2 separate regions of the Mus musculus genome follow, and region 1 is linked to region 2. A link is a contact called in public HiChIP or PLAC-seq data. All regions are on one chromosome and are shown on one strand. Each heading gives the region's core, a stretch centred on a gene start, on an enhancer-like site or on the middle of the called end of the contact. The rest is flanking DNA. Distances are from core to core; before and after follow the strand shown. Region 1 overlaps Gfra1 (glial cell line derived neurotrophic factor family receptor alpha 1). Region 2 overlaps Atrnl1 (attractin like 1).

The links. HiChIP or PLAC-seq counts read pairs in DNA pulled down with a chosen protein or histone mark.
Region 1: a contact with region 2 is called in a FOXA1 HiChIP or PLAC-seq map of pancreatic cancer cells. The contact joins two enhancer-like sites.

The regions. Positions count from the first base shown.
Region 1 is chr19:58,274,159-58,276,858 of GRCm38.p6, reverse strand. All of the region lies in intron 6 of Gfra1 (glial cell line derived neurotrophic factor family receptor alpha 1), which reads left to right. Among named protein-coding and RNA genes, the nearest start is that of Gm46650, 19 kb to the left of the region's middle. Within about 2 kb of position 1,363, at least 12 of the 459 cell types and tissues checked have an H3K27ac peak or open chromatin away from gene starts, as enhancers often do. A contact at or near this core is called in pancreatic cancer cells, where this site is marked.
Region 2 is chr19:57,821,866-57,824,565 of GRCm38.p6, reverse strand. All of the region lies in intron 26 of Atrnl1 (attractin like 1), which reads right to left. Among named protein-coding and RNA genes, the nearest start is that of Gm52385, 100 kb to the left of the region's middle. Within about 2 kb of position 1,250, at least 16 of the 459 cell types and tissues checked have an H3K27ac peak or open chromatin away from gene starts, as enhancers often do. A contact at or near this core is called in pancreatic cancer cells, where this site is marked.

The sequences.
Region 1 (2,700 bases), core at 114-2,613, 450 kb before region 2:
TTCCAGTCCTGACTTCCTTTGGTGATGAATAGCAATGTGTAAGCTGAATAAACCCTTTCCTCTCCAACTTGCTTCTTGATCATGTTTGTGCAGGAATAGAAACCCTGACTAAGACACCAGATTTCATTGGATAATCAAGTCCTTTAATACTACATGGATTCTGGTGAGGTCCAAAGAACCAAAGGAGGGCCTGATTCATAGATAGGGCCACCTTCTTTTATGGGCATGCCCTGCCCCCCACATGTTCCTTCACAAAATCTCACTACCACCTATAAGCCAGGGGAACATGAAGACCAAGCATGAAGAACAAGTTTATGCTAGATGACTTCAAGACCCCAGGGGGAAAAATGTGTATTTCCTCCCTGCAAGGCTTCTACAAACACATGACAATTCCCTCTCCAAAGGATGCCACCTGTGGCCACCACTCTGGGACTCTAAGCAGGTGCTCCAGCCTCTCTTGCCTTGCGAGCTGGATGAGGAACCCTGGGTATGGAGAACTCTTCTTCCATACCCTCATAGGAAACCAGGTGTCTTGACACTAAAATCATGGTTAATGGCAGAATGGGACTCAGATAACAAGAACAGTAACACTTGAAGAACAAAAAGTAGTTCTTGCTGTTGTTTGCAGGCAGCCTTGTGTCCCACACGCTGCATTTCTTAGGTTTGTAGAAGGAAACCCCTAGGCTAAGATGTTAAACATTGTACTTAGCCACTGTGGTTAGTAAGGGATCCTATACAGGATCAGAGTTTTTCACCTAGGCTCAACATTGCCAGCCACATGGCTCTCATCTAAGGGTCTCTCCCAGGAAATCAGTTAGAGGTTACAGTAATCCAGGAGTTACACCAGTCTTGCCGATACCTGTTTGCCTATGCTTTATATAACATGATATTTCTTAAAAGTTACAGGAAAAGTAGTTACATGATCTCCCTGCCCACTGTCCAGAGACCATCTGCTGTTCAAGGGGATGCTTCAAGACTGTCATTATGATTATATTTCTATTTACAGCTAGCAGTGTGTTCCCTTTAATATGCTTTTCTCTGCATCAACCACCGTTGCTTAGGCTTCCTGACAGGCTCATGGCATTTGCCAGCCCTTTCTTCTTCTTTGAGGGTGGGTTTTTTTTTTTTCTGTGACAGAGGGTGATACGTTTCTACATTAGCGTCTATTCATTTCATTTTCATTTTCTCAGAGAAAAACAATCAGCGCTCATCACTGCTGTAGTCATGGAGATTTCCTGTCTCCAGAAGAAATCCAAACGTGGAGTTTCTTTGTTCGTCCTATGCTGGACATTTGCAGGTCCTTGGTTAGATCACAGCACTCCGGGCAGGGAGGGAAGCCACCGAAACCGATTACAGCATGACTCATAACCCAGTGTCAGCGGGGGAGGTGTGTGCGTGAGTGGTATCCAAGGGCTGCAGGAGCTGTTGTATACAGTAGGCACTCAGGTGGATAGTTGCTGGGCTGAGAGCCAGTGTTCCAGCCACCTATCAAAATGTGTCTTCTCAAGACGCATGTACTTGGGAGAGCCACAGCTGCAAACCCACCCTGTCTTTCCCACCACAACACTATTTTTTTGATGAGTTAGCCACACTCTGAGCCTCTCTGTAGCCTACCAGCTCTTTCCTGCTTGTTGACTGCCACCATTTTGGCACATTCTCTCCTTTTATATTTCTCCCTGCCCCTCAGTGCTTTGCTGTGATTCTTCTGGGAACATACCACACACACACACACACACACACACACACATACATACATACATACACACACTGTCCTCAGCTACATGCTTTGTGCCCCATTACTACCCAAGCAGTGTCCTAAGCAAATCTTTGCTGAACATCTGAGAGAGCTAAGCAAGAGTCTTTCTAACACACATCTCATTGTGTAGATGTGTCAGTTTAAAGTCCTTCCGCGGCTCCCGTGCCTTTAGGACAAAATCTAAAACTCAGTTTATTGAATATTTTCACTTTCAGGCTCACCTGCATCCCATCCTAGCTGAAATGCTTAGCAGAGCTCTTGGCGAGGTGTGTGCTTAGTGTAATGGTTGTGGGTCCTCTCTGGGGCTGGGGCTGGATGGATTGTGGCTATCCCCCAACCCTAGCCATGGAGTTTTATAACTTGGAAGGGTCCACACTGACCTTCTCCCAGCCTCAGGCTCCTCTTCTAGATAGCGGGGTCCACGCTACCAGTCAGTAAGGTTCTTGTGAGAGTTGAGAGCATGATGAACACAGAAACAAGCACCCAGCACATACAAACCCTTCATTACGGTTACCCTGGAATTACAGTAAACACAATAAGATGGAGGTGACCTCTGTGGGCCACACCCTCCTTTGCCTTTCCCTGACAAGTGTGCCCCTCCTTCTGTCTCAACCCTGGCAACATGACTTCTCTTAAGCCATTGTAGCCATGGGTTGAAAGCATTTGCAGCGGAGTTAGTGTGTAGTTTTAAAATCCAGGTTCTGTTGTGCCCTGTTTTCCTCTAGAATGAAGACTTATTTTTCTTAAGTATAAAATTAGGATTAGGGTATGAGGTGGGAGACTGGGCCAGGGAGATGATAGAAAGGGAGAGTGTGTGAGGGAAATGAGCCCAAACTAAGTGTTATAAAATACCACAGGGAAACCTGTTACTTTGCATGCTAATTAAAACATAATAAATAAATAAAATCAAAACTTAAAACAACAAAATATCTACCTCCTTAGAG
Region 2 (2,700 bases), core at 1-2,500:
CCAATTTTATATGAGTAGTGACAATTTACACAATCACTTGATATTATTGGCATAAATTAGTTAATGGATTTTTATATTATAAATGCATTAATCTTCACATGCATTTTAATGTTATAATATATTTTAATTTTATTGTAAATTAATCATGTTTCCCAATACCATGACAACTCATAGAGATATGTTCCCCCATAATTATTATTTTATTAGTACTTCCCTAAAACACTAGTGATTGATTTACAATAGCTGGAATAATAGTCATAACTTCCTTAGCAGGCAAATATCCTACATAGAAAATGCTTCAGATGTAGGTAATCACTTCTCTTAGTTTTAACACTAATATGTTAGGAAGGTCTGTAAGATGATGGAGCACGAGGTTTCAGACTTATTTCTCTCTCTACTCCACACACTTGACAAGCATCTACCTACAGAGAGACCAATTCCCTCTTAGAGAAAGCCAGGGACCAACTGACAAGAGTGTACCCTGGGCAAATAAAAAATCTAAGCAGACAGGAAGACCAAGCTCACGTGCAAACAGCACAGCTCAAAAGTGTGGAAAGGGTGCCCCCAGCACAGCTGGAGAGGGTGCCAACAGCACAGCTGGAAAGGGTGCCAACAGCACAGCTGGAAAGGGTGCCCCCTGCACAGCAGCAAAGGGTACCCCCAGCAAAACTGGAAAGGGTGCCAACAGCACAGCTGGAAAGGGTGCCAACAGCACAGCTGGAAAGGGTGCCAACAGCACAGCTGGAAAGGTTGCCAACAGCACAGCTGGAAAGGCTGCCAACAGCACAGCTGGAAAGGGTGCCCCCTGCACAGCTGGAATGCCCAGCATTTCCTCTCAGAAATGAATGGTTTCTATGACAAATATAAGATTCCAAGCTTCGTGTTCATCCTTGACGGTACTGGGTGTTAAGTCACCGTGCTTTGAAGGCAAAGAGGACTCTAGAGAGCAAATAAATAACATTCAATGGGGGCATTCTTCCAGGGTTGTTCCCAAAGAGGGTGTGTCATCCTGAATGAGCCTGAAGGCATTTAACATAGAACTTCTCCCCATCTTTACTGAGGAAGTGAAAATCAAATCTAACACTCATCTTCTCCACGAGAACAGAAGAAATCAAGACAGATATTGAACTATGCAAGCTTTCCCAGATGTATCTCAAAAAAACTCATTTCAGTCTTTCTTTGAGAGGCCATGAAGCACAGCGGTCTCCTGGGGGCCACTGAGGGAACAGCTCTGGGCAAACACAAAGATTGGAGAGGCACCAGACATGTTGGCCTGGTTAAACATATACATAATTCTACAGGACCAGAGACCCAACATAAAGGAACACAGTGAAATGTGCTCCAGATGAAGGAATGCTGAGCCTCTACAGCAGTGGGCCTCAACTTTCCCAATGCTGTGGCCACCCAACCATAGCCAGAAACCCTGTGAAAGGACACTAGACTCTCTCCAAAGGGGCCACAACTCACAGGCTGAGAATAGCTGTACTAAAACCTGGTTTTATTGAATGAAGTCACATTATTTACTTCAGATAAAACCTCAGTCATTCAGAGACAAAGAGGTAATATATAAAAGGCAGACTTTGAAAGTAGAGGGGAAATAAAAAATTGAACAGATATCAGGCAGAGATCGCAGGCGCAGAATAAAAATCACTCAGGCCATGGATTCCACAGATCAAGGGAAGAAGAGGAGGGTGTGAGATGAGGAACCAGAATAGTCTAGCAGGATGCATAAAAGGCAAGGTAGACCAGATGGCTGAAGACAGGTGCAAGGATGTAGAGACAGTGATAAAGAACACTGCACAGGAGACATTACTCTAGTGGGAATGTAGGGGGCAGTGATAAAGGACACTGCACAGTGGACATTACTGCAGTGGGAATGTAGGGGACAGTGATAAAGGACACTGCACAGTGGACATTACTGCAGAAACAGGAAGGGAATGGGACAAAGGGAACAGAAACCTTACTCAAAGAAACAGTAGAGGAAAACTATCTAAACCTGGAGAAGAAAACAGAAGACTAATGCTAGCGAGTCAAAGGCTTTAAAAATAATACAAATCTAAAGAGAAGCCCATATAGCCCCAATAAAACAATCTGCTGGAGGCTCCGGCCATGAAAAGATGTTGCTTATGAGAAAGGGTCCACAGTATTTGTTGATTTTATTTTTTCAGGCTAAAATGATAAGGCTTTATATTCATGGTGCTAAAAGAATAACCAGAAAAAGAGGGGAAAAGGAAAGGCTAACCATGAGCAATATAGCAAAGACTTTCAAGATAGGAAAAATAGATACTTTCACAAACAAACAAATGCTGAATCTCACCACTAGAGCTGCTTTAGGAAGATTTCTATAATTGTAACTAAACCACAAAACCAGGTCAGCAACAGGAAGTACTTAGGAACAACAGGAAGTACTTAGGAACAGAGGACCCCAAGGCTGAAAGGCAAACAGGGAGACAGAATCAAGAAGGAACAGGGAATCTCAACAGAGTAGCACAAAAAGATGGAAGTTAATGTAAAAACTGCTAACCAAAGAAATCCTAAGACGGACCAGTGCCGCGGCTGAGTTCTGCCAAATACTCTACGAATTAACACCAGTTCTCTTAAAAAACTATTCCAAAATATAGAGATGGAAAGAATGCTCTCGAACTTATTTTAGGACGCCAGTGTCACCCTGACATTAAAACCAGACAAAGACGCCACAAG